3 separate regions of the Sus scrofa genome follow, and all the other regions are linked to region 1. The links are chromatin contacts, called in public HiChIP or PLAC-seq maps. All regions are on one chromosome and are shown on one strand. Each heading gives the region's core, a stretch centred on a gene start, on an enhancer-like site or on the middle of the called end of the contact. The rest is flanking DNA. Distances are from core to core; before and after follow the strand shown. Region 1 overlaps C14H12orf49 (UPF0454 protein C12orf49 homolog). Region 2 overlaps C14H12orf49 (UPF0454 protein C12orf49 homolog). Region 3 overlaps C14H12orf49 (UPF0454 protein C12orf49 homolog).

What was found. HiChIP or PLAC-seq counts read pairs in DNA pulled down with a chosen protein or histone mark.
Region 2: an H3K27ac HiChIP or PLAC-seq map of alveolar macrophages shows a contact between it and region 1. The contact joins two enhancer-like sites. A contact is called at or near these places in 2 of 47 Hi-C or Micro-C datasets (blood and embryonic fibroblasts) and 1 of 2 datasets of contacts at active chromatin or transcription factors (alveolar macrophages).
Region 3: a contact with region 1 is called in an H3K27ac HiChIP or PLAC-seq map of alveolar macrophages. The contact joins two enhancer-like sites. A contact is called at or near these places in 1 of 47 Hi-C or Micro-C datasets (embryonic fibroblasts) and 1 of 2 datasets of contacts at active chromatin or transcription factors (alveolar macrophages).

The regions. Positions count from the first base shown.
Region 1 is chr14:35,991,851-35,996,840 of Sscrofa11.1, forward strand. The region is part of intron 5 of C14H12orf49 (UPF0454 protein C12orf49 homolog); the gene reads left to right. Among named protein-coding and RNA genes, the nearest start is that of MED13L, 67 kb to the right of the region's middle. Within about 2 kb of position 1,996, at least 38 of the 83 cell types and tissues checked have an H3K27ac peak or open chromatin away from gene starts, as enhancers often do. A contact at or near this core is called in alveolar macrophages, where this site is marked.
Region 2 is chr14:35,837,839-35,842,828 of Sscrofa11.1, forward strand. All of the region lies in intron 4 of C14H12orf49 (UPF0454 protein C12orf49 homolog), which reads left to right. Among named protein-coding and RNA genes, the nearest start is that of C14H12orf49, 130 kb to the left of the region's middle. Within about 2 kb of position 2,098, at least 27 of the 83 cell types and tissues checked have an H3K27ac peak or open chromatin away from gene starts, as enhancers often do. A contact at or near this core is called in alveolar macrophages, where this site is marked.
Region 3 is chr14:35,855,448-35,860,437 of Sscrofa11.1, forward strand. The region is part of intron 4 of C14H12orf49 (UPF0454 protein C12orf49 homolog); the gene reads left to right. Among named protein-coding and RNA genes, the nearest start is that of C14H12orf49, 150 kb to the left of the region's middle. Within about 2 kb of position 2,069, at least 11 of the 83 cell types and tissues checked have an H3K27ac peak or open chromatin away from gene starts, as enhancers often do. A contact at or near this core is called in alveolar macrophages, where this site is marked.

The DNA of each region.
Region 1 (4,990 bases), core at 746-3,245:
CCATCCTAGTAGAAGGAACCAATGTAGTTCCCATCCTAGTACTGGGAACTAATGTAGCCCTAAACCCCTCCTTGAGAGTAAGAATAAGCCTTGCCCTGTGGTTGGATGTATAAATGAGGACTCTTTTTACTACATTAACAAATACTCAACTCAATCTGACTTATATCGAAATGAAAATATATTGGCTTCATTAACCAAAATGTTCAGGGAAATTAGTTTTAGGCACAGCTGGATCCAGGTGCCCAAACGTTATCAGAAATCTGTCTCTCTCTTTTAGCTCATCTTTGTTTGTTTGTTTCTTGTTTTGACTTCATTGGGTTTTGTTTTGTTTTGTTTTTTGCTTTTTAGGGCCGCACCAGTGGCATGTGGAAGTTCCCAGGCTAGGGGTGGAATCAGAGCTGTAGCTGCTGGCCTCCACTTGACTTCATTGTTTAATAGCAAGAATGGTCATCATCAGCTCCAAGGCTGCCTCCTATAAGTTTAGCAATCTCAGTGAGAAAAGAGAGCCCCTATTCCCAGAGAGTTCCTATCATGGTCCCAGGATTGACCATCACCGGACCTCATGTGCATGACATGCCCAGTCCCGATCAGTCACTGTGTAGCCAGGAGAATGGGAATCACAGATTGGCCAGGCCTGGGAACACGTGTCCACCTCCAGAGTTGGGGACAAGGGATCCTCTTCCATCTAGAGTAAGGCTGTGAGGGTGGGATGATACCCCAAAGGAAAAAAATGGATGGTATTACCAGGAGATAAAATGGTATCTGGGGAGTTCCCTTTGTGGTGCAGTGGAAACAGATCTGACTAGTATCCATAAGGATGCCAGTTCAATCCCTGGGCTCACTTAGGGGTTAAGGATCCAGCGTTGCTGTGAGCTGTGGTGTAGGTCACAGATGCGGCTTGGATCTGGTGTTGCTGTGGCTGTGGTGTAGGATGGCAGCTGTAGCTCCAATTTGACCCCTAGCCTGGGAACCTCCATATACCAAGAGTGCAGCCCTAAAAAAAAAAAGAATCTGGACAGGAGTTCCCTGGTGGCTCAGCAGGTTAAGGATCCAGCATTGCCACTGCTGTGGCTTTGGTTACTGCTATAGCACGGGTTCTATCTCTGGCCTAGGAACTTCGGCATGTTGTGAGCACAACCAAGAAAAAAAAACGTATGTGGACAAACCAAACAAACAACATAGAATGTCTCCTCCTGCCCCTCTCACCCCAAAACATTTCAGCTGCATTACATCTCTACCTGTGCCAATTTGGAAAGGGGGAGATTCCCTGTGGTGAGTGATGCTGGAAAAATTACCAGTGGCCCTAGGAGACCAAATAGGAGCCACCAGACATTTCAAGGGCAGCGGTTTGGGAAAGACAAGCTTTCAGGGCGTGTGAAGCTTGACGTTATCTATTTTGTTATCTCTATAGAAGCTTTCTTTCTCCATTCTAATGACTTCAGCTCTTCAGAGGTATTGAAATTGGAAACTTCACATTGAGAGGCCAATTGCCAGAAGCTCACAAGTCAGAGAACTTGATTCCTTCTTTGCCTTGAACCTGGAATAGAGGTAGGGAAAAGTCAGGGGTCCCCCAACCTCTTATGACTGTTTCTTTAGCTTTGGAGTCAAGATCACAGCCAAAGACTTCCACTAGCTGGCTCAAAGAGTTTGGGTCAGGCTGGGGCTTCTCAGAAACCACCAAGCTGCAGAGGTTCATGAAATCCCCATAGCTTACTTGGAATTCACAGCTTTCCCTCATGTCATTTTTTGTTCAAAACCCCAGTCAACCCTAAGTAAAGGGACAGAGCCGCCACACAGAGAACAAAATGCTCTTCCGCTCTGAGCCCTTCAGCTCTGGCTGTACATGAGCACTTTTTTTTTTCCCGTAACACAGGAAATTCAGAAAACCAGCACCAGCTCACTTTTTTTAAAAAGGGGACTCACACATACAAGAAATAATAATAAAACCTTTTCAAACTAGTCCAGAAACTTGCCCACAGCACTTCTGGCCACGTTTGGGCTGGGCCTTTGTGACGTCACGCTAGCAATCAGCCAATGGGCCGGTGGCTCCAAGTTCCTAATCTGCATATTGCCTTGCATTGGTTCAAATTTCAGGACCATCTGTATTGTGGTGGTTTCTTTATATTCAAGGTTACCCACATCAGGCAGAGGGACAAACTCCACTCCTGGCCTTTCTTGCCCAAGGATCAGAATCAAGACAGTCAGTCCTTTCTGGGAAAGGGGCCTCGTGGAGGTTATGAAATCCAGTGGGGTGTGGAAGGAGAAAGTGTTGGCAGTCCAGAAGGGATGGAAGCAGGAGGTGGCTCCTTGACCCCGTCCTTCCTTTCCTGACTCCACCAGCACCTCCCTTGCATTTCCCAAGTGATTTAATTATCTATTCTTTGTCTCAAGGACTGTCAGCCCCGAAATTTGGGTGAGGAGAAATCAGACACAGGTTATTTAAATTATTATGCCTGATTTTATCTTGCTGACTGGTAGCTCAGGCATGTGAATTGAACATGCAAATGTGAGCACAACAACATGCATAATTTAAGAGCCTCAAATTAACAAAGGGGAAACAATTGAGTAATCTTACTGCTTTCTCTGAAGCCCAGTTTTCCGAGACTGTTGTAACTTTTTTTTCCCAGCTGTCTGAAAGGAGGACTTGGAAAACAGAAGGATTTGAAGCAGAAGGGTGTATGTAGCTACTGATGGCAAAGAAAAGAAAGTAGGAAGATTTCGATATTAAAATGTAGTTACATTTCACTTAGGTATCATTTAATTTGGATCTGGTGTAAATAATCTCAAACAAGCTTCCCTTTACTTTGTGCTATCAACAAATATGGCATCTGGGAGTTCCCGTCGTGGCGCAGTGGTTAAGGAATCCGACTAGGAACCATGAGGTTGCGGGTTCGGTCCCTGCCCTTGCTCAGTGGGTTAACGATCCGGCGTTGCCGCGAGCTGTGGTGTAGGTTGCAGACGAGGCTCGGATCCCGCGTTGCTGTGGCTCTGGCGTAGGCTGGTGGCTACAGCTCCGATTGGACCCCTAGCCTGGGAACCTCCATATGCCGTGGGAGCGGCCCAAGAAATAGCAACAACAACAACAACAAAGACAAAAAGACAAAAAAAAAAAAAAAAACAACAACAACAAAAAAAACAAATATGGCATCTGATAGAGCTCTGTTTCTCAACTCCCAAGGTTTTGATTTGACAGGTCTAGGCAGAAATAAAGACATTTAAACAGGTATCCCAAGTGTTTTCTGCCAGAAGAGGACTACACTTGAGAAGCTCTGTCTTGATTTTTAAATATTTACCCCAATGGTCTTCACAAACTATTGAAATAGCTCAGCAACTGAAATACTTTAGCATGAAAATTATCTCTTTGATTGTCTACTATACCCAAAAGCTGTGCAGAAACCCCTACTCTAAACACTCAAAGAACTGAACCTGACACAGGAGCCACCCTAACTATGAAGAGAGGTGGAACAATCATGACAATGTGTGTTGAGGACCTCATACCACAGGGCTTAACTGATCAAGGGCTGCAGTGCTGGTTCTGATATTGCCGGAGATGCTGCTCCCAGCCCACGATTGAGCACAGCAGCTGTACTCCAAGGGCCTTGCCAAGCCTTCCCTAGATGCGCAGTGGTCTAGGATGCTTCCCACAAGACCTTCCTTCCCTCTCTTCTTCACTGGGGCTCTGATGGTCCTCCTAACTTCCCTGACTCCATCCCTGGTTTTTCTCACATGAACCTTTCCCCTAAGAAGAAACTTCTGCTTTGAATCCCATCAGGTTTTGACAAAGAACTTAATAGTATAACAGAGGTGGCATTTTTGGACCTTCTTTTATTGAGATGCTACTTCCCCTGCACTTTGTCCACCTTATATTCTAAGAGGAAGAGCAGAATGAATATCATCTCAAGAATGCAGATCATATGATGTAGGGGAAGCCCATCCAGACAGGAAGAGGAAGGGCAAGCACTTTCTTGAGGACTCTAGGCATCATTTTATGAAAACAATTATGTTCTATTACCAAATAAGCCTCATATATTCATATAAGTAGACCCCTCCCCCACTTCCCTATGCTCCTTCTTTTGCAACTATACTTTCTTCCAGGTAATTAAATCATTTCTTTCCAAATAAATTCTAGCATTTGAACCATTTACTCGATTAGACTTTCTCTCCTCACACAGTTCAAATTAGTGAGTTCAGATTTCCAGGTACCATGCTGTGAGTATTAGCTAAGAATAGGCGAGTGAGGGAGAGGGGGAACAAACATTACTTTTATGGCATTTATTTTACTCTTTTCTTTAGCATGGTCTGATGCCAGAACTTCCATACTGCTTTGTCTCTTGGTTTCTCATCTCATGGAGGCACAAGCTCATCTTCCTTCTAATTTTTTTTCTTAGAATCAGAGAACTCTTTCAAAACCCTTGTCCCCATTATCTCGGAGCAGAATTTACCATCACTGTGTTTTCAGTAATTTCTCCAACTCTTTCCTTTTAGGCAGAAACACAACTTTTGTGCTGGAGCAGTACTGCTTTGGAGGGAGGTAGCTTGATATCCAGAGCCTGGTTACCAGATCAGCTCCTGTGGCACTGGTGGTTGCCATTGTTGGACCATCAGTGCTTTCCCCTCCCTGCCCCCCCCCACCCCAGAGGAGGAAGTAGCTCTGATTTCCAGGGTAGGGAACTCTGGGGCAGTAATTCCCTGGGGTTTCCATTTGAACTCATTTGGTGTCTGGCACCATTTTTTATCTCCTTTATTCCAGTTCTGATTTCTCCTTGTTGGGAGGTGCTGTGATGGTTCACAGAGCTCTCATCCTTATGTTTTGGCTCTAAACACATTGCATTGCAATTGCCTGTTTACATGTCTGTCTCTCTGAGAGGTTTTCATGCAATGAAACTATGTATGTCCAGGTGGGAATTAAATCCCTCAGGCCTGGTACAGTGCCTGCCACATAGTAGGTATTTGATAAATGTTTGATGAAGGAAAGCTGTCAAGAGAGATC
Region 2 (4,990 bases), core at 848-3,347, 150 kb before region 1:
AACTTCCAAAAACAACAGACATTTACTACACAAATATCAAACACTGGTAGATAAGAGCTATCAAGTATAGCCTCATCCAAGAACAACTTTGCATGTACTACCTTACTTAATCCTTACAACTGTATCAGGGCGGAAGCTCATAAAGACGTGGCTTTATGATGGTTTTCCAATTCCAGCTCCCAACCTTGTGTGACTCAAGGTGGTGCCTCCTGTTCCCAGGCACCTCATGTATTGCGCTATCAGCTCTGGGCTTTCTTTCCTTCTTTGTTTTTGACCCCTGGGAATTTCCCTGATTTCCTTAGAAAGTTATTATTTATTTCCTTAGAAAGTTATTCCTTAACAGTAATTATTATATTATTTATTTTATTTTATTTTGTTTTCCCACTGTACAGCAGGGGATCAAGTTATCCTTACATGTATCCATTACATTTTATTTATTTATTTATTTATTTATTTTTATTTTATTTATTTATTTTTTTGCTTTTTAGAGCCGCAGCATATGGAAGTTCCCAGTCTAGGGGTTGAATCAGAGCTACAGCCACAGCAACTCAGGATCCCAGCCGCTCCTATGACCTACACCACAGCTCATAGCTATGCCAGATCCTTAACCCACTGAGGGAGGCCAGGGATCCTCATGAATCCCAGTCAGGTGCATTACTACTAAGCCATGGTGGGAACTCCCAGTAATTATTCTTTTCAACATTCCTGTTTAGTAGGAGGAGGATTTCAGTTCATCTCCCCATTGTACACCTGAGGAAACTGAGGCCCAGAGAAGTTAAATGGCTGACCCCAGGCCATGCAGGTAGTAAGTGGCAGAGCCAGTATTCAGACCCATTTTCTAACACACCACGTTCAGCTACCTCAGTGAATGGTGGCTGGTTAATGAGGTCACACACCTGCATCTCTGTCTGTGGCAGAGTCTTATCTCGAACTAAGGAGCCCAGCTCCTCCCTAGACCCCGGAGTCCTTGAGGCACCATCCTACTTCCTGGTAATTACTAAGACCAAAAGAAAGGGAGCCTCAGTGTTTATATAAGGCACCTTGCAACCGAGATGCTGAGAATGTGTCTTCAGTCTGGACGAGGGGAAAGGGGCAGTGGGGAGAAGATCTGGCAAATGGAAGCCATGGGTGTTAGTTCCCCGTGGTTTCCATAGCACATCCTTGTGTTCCTGTCCTGGAGCTGCATGACTGCAATCTTCCTCCATCTTCACCTGGCCTTCCCATTGGGTTTCTATGTCTCCTCTGCGAGTCCAGTCTTTGCCTCACTCTTATAAGGACACCTGTCATTGGATGTAGAGCCCATCCAGGTATTGCAGGATGACCTTGTCTTGAGATCCTTACATCTGTTACATCTGTAAAGACTTAAAGACACTTCTCCCAAGTAGGGTCACATTCATGGGTTCAGGGGGGTTCAGATACTGACATCTCTCTTTTGGGGGGACGCTACTTAACCTGCTACTGTGAAAAAGCTGCCAAACTCTGCTCCATCTCTGAGCTGTGTCTGATGAAGCGAGAGCCACAGGGTTGGTTGAGTGAGCGAGCTGTGGTGGGTTTTTGACGGTGCATCTTTTGTTGTTTTGTATTTTTCTCATTTGTTTTGAGGTTTTCTGCCCTCTTTTCTGGAAGGTGTAGGATGCTCAGTGCTGGGCTCTGTGGTTATTTTCGCCCAACAGCTGTGTTTCCGGTGAGCAGCTGGGGGATGCTTCTGACTCAGCAGAACTGTAGCAGTAACCGTCAAGAAGCTGTTCAAGCAAGGCTAGAAATAAAGAAGCAGTTTCTTCCCCTGCGTCCCCTCCTCCTTTCACTTCCCCACCCGCGGGGACCTTTTGAAAGTCTCAACAAAGCACTTCTGAAAAAACCACTGCTTCGACCAGTACGCTCAAGGCCCTGGTGAAGGTAGCCCTCAGCTAGGCTTTCTGAAGGCAGATGGATTCCAAAAAAGACTCTGCCAAACCAGCCTGGCTTTGTGTTTCAAAGGCCCCTCCCAAGATGCCCCCACCCCCTCCCCACGCGGCTTGTGTCTCACAAGTTTCCCACAGGTCTGAGCAGTGAAAGCAGAGGCGGTCGGGACTTCTGTGGTTTTCCAAGGTGTGGCCACAAGGGCCAGGGTATCTCCGTTCTGCAGCCTGTCTGTTTTTAAAAGGTAATGATTTCACCCTGGGCCTGGGAGGCAGCTCCAAAATTCTTCCCACTGGAGAGAGGCCCTGGAAGTCCTGCCCGCGTCAGGAAGGGAACCAACCGGAAAAAAATCCACGTCTTGGAGAGCCAACCCCTGTGCATGCTGGTGCCTGCAAAAGGCTTACGGGAGAGCAAGACAGCTGCATTCTGAGCCCTGTTGCTGCTGTTCCGAGAAAGAAAGGAACAAATAAATTTAGCTCCGTCCTACGCATCCTTCACAGCTGCTTATTGACCAAACAGAAAGAGACCTTTATTTCAACCCTGGCTTCTCAGCTTTTTTGCCTGATGAAGTCTGCCATGGCCCTTTACAAGAGGCCTTTCTAGGAGGTGACTGACCCCAGTCGCCTTTAGCTCCCAGCTAGAGGTTTTACAAGAAGCTCAAGTTCAAGGTGTTAGGTGCCTTTTGCCTTCCTGAAACAAAATGGCGGCCGTAAATGTTTCCATATGGGCCTCAGCTCCTAGAATTTCTAATGTATTTCTTTGGAAGGCTTGACTGCTCTGAGGCCAGCCTAGAGCTCCCAGAGCCATTCGTTTAATAGCACCATTTGTGGAAATAAAGAACTCGCTGACTGGGTTTGCAAGTTAAGAGATTGGAACAAAGCACTGAAGAGGTGTCATGGGGCTCACCAGCATGGAGGGGTTCCTCTGGGATGGGGAGTGGGGGCAGCAAGCCGAGAACTTCAGTCAGACAGATCCGGATTCAAGTCCTAGCTCTGCTACCTAAGAGCAGGGGACTGATTGGAGTTCCTGTAGTGGCACAGTGGTTAACAAATCCGACTAGGAAACATGAGGTTGTAGGGTTGGATCCCTGGCCTCGTTCAGTGGGTTAAGGATCCAGCATTGCCTTGAGCTGTGGTGTAGGTTGCAGACATGGCTCAGATCTCGTGTTGCTGTGGCTCTGGTGTAGGCCGGCGGCTACAGCTCTGATTTGACCTGGGAACCTCCATATGCCGCAAGAGCGGCCCTAGAAAAGGCAAAAAGACCAAAAAAAAAGAAAGAAAGAAAGAAAAGAGCAGGGGCCTGATAGCCAAGGAGAGCCAGTTCCTCACCTGGAAGCAAGGTGTTAGCCATGGCATTGAGCCTCTCTGAGCCTCGTGAAGCAGCAGTCATGATATAGGACTGTCATGACTGATGTGACATCATGTACTGAACATGCCCAACCTGGTCCTGAGGTGCCCGGATGGCATGCAGTGCATCTGGTTCACCTGCCTAGCCCATTTCCCTTGCTGTCTGGTCAGGCATTCCACTCTGTCTTCTCTATAAGGATTTGAGGCTCACCTTACTCAAGTTTGGCCCGGGCTTATGGCCCAGGCCTGATCACGGAGACTCTTGCACACCCCTGGCTATAGTGACTAGTTCCTGGATGTGCATTAGACCCAAGCACAGGGCATCAGGGTTGTCTTTAGGGATGTTGGTGGAATTATTGGGGTGAAGAAAATCTTTCTGCTGGGTTTCCAAGTGGACACATTTTAAACATAGTGCTGCCGGTGGCTCTCTTTACATAAAGGAAGGGAGACTCTGCCTGAGAAGGAAGCAGCACAGAGGGAGATGTACATGGAGGGACCGTTCTGACCATCTCAGCCCCTCTATCCATCACCACGTGAACTTCACAGTTATATGGGCCAAAGCCCTTTTTGGTTTAAGCTACTCTGAGTTATGTTCTCTCTCTTTCTTGGAATCAGATGAAGCCTAAGTATTGCATACCTCAATACGTACTTTTTGAACTTGGATTTACTTGTGGCCTCATCCAGAACCAAGAGGTTTGCAGAGGACTGCTCAGTGCCCCTCCAAGAAGGAGAGTCTGCGAAGTCTGTCTTGTGGTACACTGATTTCCTTTGGGCCCCTCTCCAGATAGGGAGGCAACATAGTGAAAGAAAAAGGAAGGAGTTTTAGGGCAAAGCAGATTGAGCCCAAATCTCTTCTCCATCACTTATTAGACCCTGGGCAGGTAACTTACTCCCTGTGATCCTGTTTTCTCATCTGTGGGATGGCATAATCATACTACCTGTGAGTCGCAGGGTATGTAGGTACCAGACTCTAAAGCCAGCATGAAAGCAAAAACATCCATGAAAAACCCCTTAGACTCTCCTCCCCTGAAGGGCTGAGAAATCTTGTTCTAGAATCACACATAATGCAGACAGCTGCTCATCACGGGAAAGGCTCCCCATATTGGAGACTGTAGGTGAGCTGGTCCACACATTCCATTTCCAAGCTTTTCCTGTGTGACAGGTCCATCTAGGGATAGGACAGGTGGCGCTGTCCACACCTTCTCAATGAGCATTTCCCTCTTTTCTATTTGGCCAGCAGCATGTGGTTGAATTGGTGTAAGGTAAAGGGTGCAGGGTATGCCAGCCCCTGCTTCTGTCTCTAGAGAATTGCTGTGAGCATCACCAAGGGCCCTGTGTAGAATGGGCTATGTATGAAGCAAACCCTTAGGCATCGCACTTGCTACTTTTATTATTTTCACACCTAGGGCAAATCTTGTGCGTAGTAGATGCTCAGCGTGAGTTTGCTGAATTGCCTTACAATCATTATGAGTGCCCAGGCCTTGTGAAGGAGGAGGTGATAGTTCTGAGGGGACCATGACACACGGTTTTTGTCTGAACTTGCAGCTCAGACAAGACTTCCCACTACCACCTGCTTCAATAGCTGTGGCCCCTCTTGTACTTTTCCCACCCTCTGGCCCTAGCTGCAAGGAGTATGGGATCAGTTTGCTTGGAGACAATACTCTGGCCCCCAGCCCCAGCTCCTGCACTTGACCCACACTCGATCCTTTTACTCTTGGAGCCTCAGTTTCCTTACTAGTAAAACA
Region 3 (4,990 bases), core at 819-3,318, 140 kb before region 1:
GATCCAGCGTTGCCGTGAGCTGTGGTGTAGATTGCAGATGCGGCTCGGATCTCGCATTGCTGTGGCTCTGGTGTAGGCTACAGCTCCAATTCGACCCCTAGCCTGGGAACCTCTATATGCCGTGAGAGCAGCCCCAGAAATGGCAAAAAGACCAAAAAAAAAAAAAAAGAAAGAAAGACAAACATGAAGTAAATCATAGCACAGAGGAGGACAAAGGTGGTACTTAGAAAATATGGCACTGTGTTACCCGTTAAAAGCTCAAGGTATCTCCTTAAGGACGGAGTCTGGCAGAGTCTGAGTCTTGCTCTTCTTTGTTTTTTTTCCCTCCTGCAGCCAGCTCAATGCTTCAGAAATACTTGTTGAGCTCAGCTCAGCTCGGCTTAGTTAATTGAGTTAAGGCGAGCTGAGTCGTACTGAATGCACCAGCTGGCTGGCCTGGAGGAGATCCAAGCTGAAGATGTTAAGAATCACACTAATTCAATAAGCGGCTGCAAGGTAGTCTAAGTAACGAGCCCACGTGCCTTTCCTTACCCGAATTACCCGTGTTCCACCAGCACCTTGCGAGCCTTCTCTCTCTGGAATCCCCTGTGTGTTTGCTGGAGACACCAGGCAAGAAAGTGTAGGAAAGGAGAAAGGAAGCAGAGAACTTTCTGTCTGTTTGGGTACAGGTGCGGCTACAACTACATCTTCCGTATCTAAAACCCTCATCATGCACCTCGCGTAGCAATGTAACCAAGAGCTCACACTCTTGACTCTGATTGCCAGAGTCTGGAGCTGGTGAGCACCTTGGAGAAATTAATCCATCTCTCTGCAGCTTCCTCTCCTCATCTGTAAAATGAGGATGAGAATAGTACCTTCTGTATGGGGTTCTTGGGAGGATTCAGTGAAGCAACACCTGTCAAGCACTTAGCACATGGTTTCAGGAACACTGTAAGCACTCAAAAAGTTTAGCTGTGATGATTAGCAGTGACCAGTGCTGCAGAGAAGTGGGTTTGAAATGTGCAGCAGGGCTGGTGCCTGGAGACGAGCTTTCCAGACACGGGAGAGCAGAGCAGAGAAGTTGTTTGTAAACATCTTACACAGAAGCACATGGCTTACTCATGTAAGTTTTTCTGGGATGGTGATGTAAGCTCAGCGTACGAGGCGGGGAGTAGCAGAATCTGGCTGTTTTTCTCCATTCTGGCAGAGTTTTACCTACCGGGAGAGTCCCCAGTGTCTGCTTATATACCCAGAGATCAGAGAAAAAGCCACACAAAGTTTCCCTCTTTCTGCTCTGCTCTGGGAAGCCACTCCATCCGTGTTAAGATCTGCACCCTTTAGCTAACCAGTCAGGGATGTACGGCAGGGGTATGTGTGTTGGTCTTGTCCGCCGGTCTCTAACATGGATCTCTCCAGGCTGCGGTGGGAAGGGCAGGACAGGGGAATCCTGAGGTGTTTTTTTCTTAGACTCTGCACGTTGTTGCTGTCCACGTGGCCTTGGTCAGACTCTCGCCCTTTCTGGCTATTGTTCCTTATTTATGAATGAGTGAGTGAGTGGGCAAGGGTTACAGAAAATCACTAGATTTGCAAGTTTTAAAAATATGAGGAACTGTTTGTTTAAATAAATGTGTACACAGGAACTGAATATACAAAAGGACATGGGAATTGCCAGGTGCTTGAAATAGGGGTGGGGGTCCTAGAGTCCCAGCCGTTGAGCTTCTGTCACCCTTCCTTTCTTGCTCCCCTCCACTGTCTTCTTCCTTCCAGGAGTGCCCAGGGGGCACATTTTGAAAACTGCCAACTGGAATGAGTTCATGGGGTAGGGGCAGGGCTAGAGTCCCAGGGCTGGATAGAGCATGAGGGGGGTGCCCACAGTAGTCTCCAGCATTCTCCAGAGGCGGAATGTGGATCTGTGTGAGCCCTTTCCTGGCAGCAAGTACAGGACACCATGACTTTCTGCCCACCCAGTATCCATTCCTCCTTCTGGAAAGGGCATCCCATGTTCTTTGGGGGAACTATTCACTCTCAGTCAGTCCCTGTGGTTTGCTAGCTTCAACAGTGAACACGTGATTGGGGCCTGGGCGGTCAGATCATTCCATCTGCCTTGCCCTAGTCACTGGTTGAGCAACGGGCACCACCAGACCTGGCTTGTACAGAGGCAACCAGGAGAAAGCCTTGAATTGATTCTGCAAAGATGTAAAACAGGTAGAGAGAGCCAATCTGAAATTGAAATTAAACAGGGAAAAGCAGAGCCCAAGAGATAGGGAGAGGCAAATTCCCTGAAGACCTAAAGGAGAGCCTGGATCCAGCCATGCTTGAAGCTAATGTAGCCCTTGCTTCTCAGTGAAAAATGCCAATACACTTTTGATCTGGCTTAAGTCCCTTCAAGTTAGGAGTTTGTCACTTTGCAACTGAAACTTCCTGACTAATACACATGTAATCCCTTTAGGTTTCAGTTTTCTCATCTACTGTGTATTTCTAAAAATCCATAAACCTCACTTTTAAGAGGATCTATAAACACATGTATTCTATCACAGCAGCAAGACATTAGCAAGAGTGGTTAAGTATTTTGAATATGTATTAGTTCAAAGGAAAGCAAAACAAGAGTTGGTTAATATCAGTTTACTTTATTCTCTCAATGAAGGTGCGAGGAGCAACAGACAAATAAATATCCATTATAAATGGGAATGGAGAAAGCAGGAGGAGGCCCCAAATGCCAGGAGAATGCATAGAAAGCCTTAACTTTGAATTTTATTTCAATTAGATAGTGGGGAGGGGGTTGCAGGGAACTAAGGTTCCCACAATTCTGCAGGCGGGCTAAGCCCAAGGGAAACGCTGCCAGTCATATTACACACACCCCCTCCCTCCCAACCGCCTCCCCCACCCCCGCCCTAGGTTCCTGGGGCCAGGAAAGATCTAGGGGAAGCGTTGAAGGGATTTGTCTTAGAGCATAAGCTTGGGAGGCCAGAGGTCAACAACTGTGGATGAGCCCACGACAAGCCACTGCAGCTCATGGCCAGCAGTGTGCACGTGGCCTAATCTTCCCTGGACAGACACAGGCCAGCCTTTTGAGGCCCAGGAGAGCTGTTTCTTGGGATTGCCATCTCAGAACGCTATTGTGGTCTGCTCAGGAACCCTTGAAATCGAAAGCCCCAAGCTCCCCTTGTCACTGCCAGCGCACATAAATACCACCAGGGGGGATTTCCCACGGAATTTTTTGCAACCACTCAAATGTTTCATTTCCCATTGTTTGCCAGCCCCTCTCGGAGCCTCAACTGTCAAAGCAGCAGCAAACACAGGCTGCTTTCCCCCCAGGACCCCACTGCACTCACTCTCACTCCCCCTCCACTCGGGAAGCTGGCTTTGGCAGGATGTGATCAGCTCAGCCAGGGAATAAGGTCTGTTAGTCAACTAGTGAAGCAAGTCAGCAAAGGGAATACCCAGCCCTATCCAGCCCACCCTGCTGGGGAGGCACGGCTCTGTGCCATCCCCCTGGTTATTAGTATAATCATGGCAACTAATAATTATATTTATAGAACAAAATCCCTTCCACAAATCCAAGGCACTTGACAAAATATACAATGCAGCTGTTATAATTTTTTTGCTTTTTAAATATGGTCTCAAATCATTTTTTTCCTGACCCAGCATGTTTTAATGGAATTCTAAGTTGTATTCCATACATTCATGCTTAGAAAGGATCATCTTTATTGACTGATTGAAGACATCTGTTTTAGACAGATGCTGTGCTGGGCATTTGAGGGACCCAAATACCATAAGGAGGTATAGAGATTTTAGGGAAGTGTAGAGACTTCAGGGCCACATAGGATGGGGTGTGATAAATGGGGAGTTTATCTGGAGGATATTGGTCCGAGGGGCAGAGAGGAGTAGCCAGAGCAGACAGGTCTGTGATCTCTCACCAGCTGGCACTGAGTACACGTAGTACATATAACCCTGGACACCCAGACAAGGCTGGACACATGTGGAACAGCTGATTCTGTGAGGATCAGGGATATACCTGTAAACATCCATTCACCAGGGCTTGCCCTTTGCACCATAGAGGTTGCCCTAGTAATGAATTTATTCATATAGCCATTCATTCACTCATCCATGAAAGCCACAAGTATTTACTGATTTCTTTAAGATGTGCCAAGTCAAGGCCATGTGCTGGGGACACAGAGGTGACCAAAATCAACTTGCCTTTCTTCCTAAAGTTTCCATTCCTGCGGGACAGACAGCCGTTAAACAAATGCCTAAGAAACACACAATACAATAAAGAACAATCAAATAAATACACATATGAGAATCTTCCTGCCCCTCTTTAACTGATCTCCCACTTTATGTCAAGTGCTATGGGGGCCACAAATTTGAATGAATGAATGCCTTGTGCAGCAAAACCCCAAGGACCAGCCAGAACTCCTGACAGAAAGAGGCCAGACAGAGGTGACAATGGCTCTTTGCAGTTTACACGGCACTTTTTACACCATGGGCACTCTGGATCCTGCCAGCGAGACTGGCTGGCTGCTTAGGAGTTATTCTCTCCACTTCCCACGGGAGGAATCCTAGGCCCTCAGAGATAAAGGGACTGGCTGCCTGAGATCAAACAGCTAGAAAGGCCAGGAATGCTATGCCTATTTTTGCAATGACCAAAGCAAGGCAAGGTGGCCATTTTATTTTCCCAAAGTCACACTATATGTCAGAGCAGAGGAAACATAGGGCAAAATTCCACGCTGAAGGAGAACAGGCGATCTTGAGACAAGCATGTCTCATAAAGTAGAGATTGAGGGAGATTTTAACACAGGGCATGAATTCCAATTCACATCTCTCCAAACAGGACCTCTCCTCTCAGCCTCCCCATGGGTGGGTTTAAGTTTGGCTAGAGCATGATCTGAAGTCACTAACATTTATTGACCCCTCTGATATTCCCAGACATCATAATATTAAAACTCCCATTTTCCAGATGAAGAGATTGAATCCCTGACCACACACAACTAGACAGCAGCAGAACCAGAAT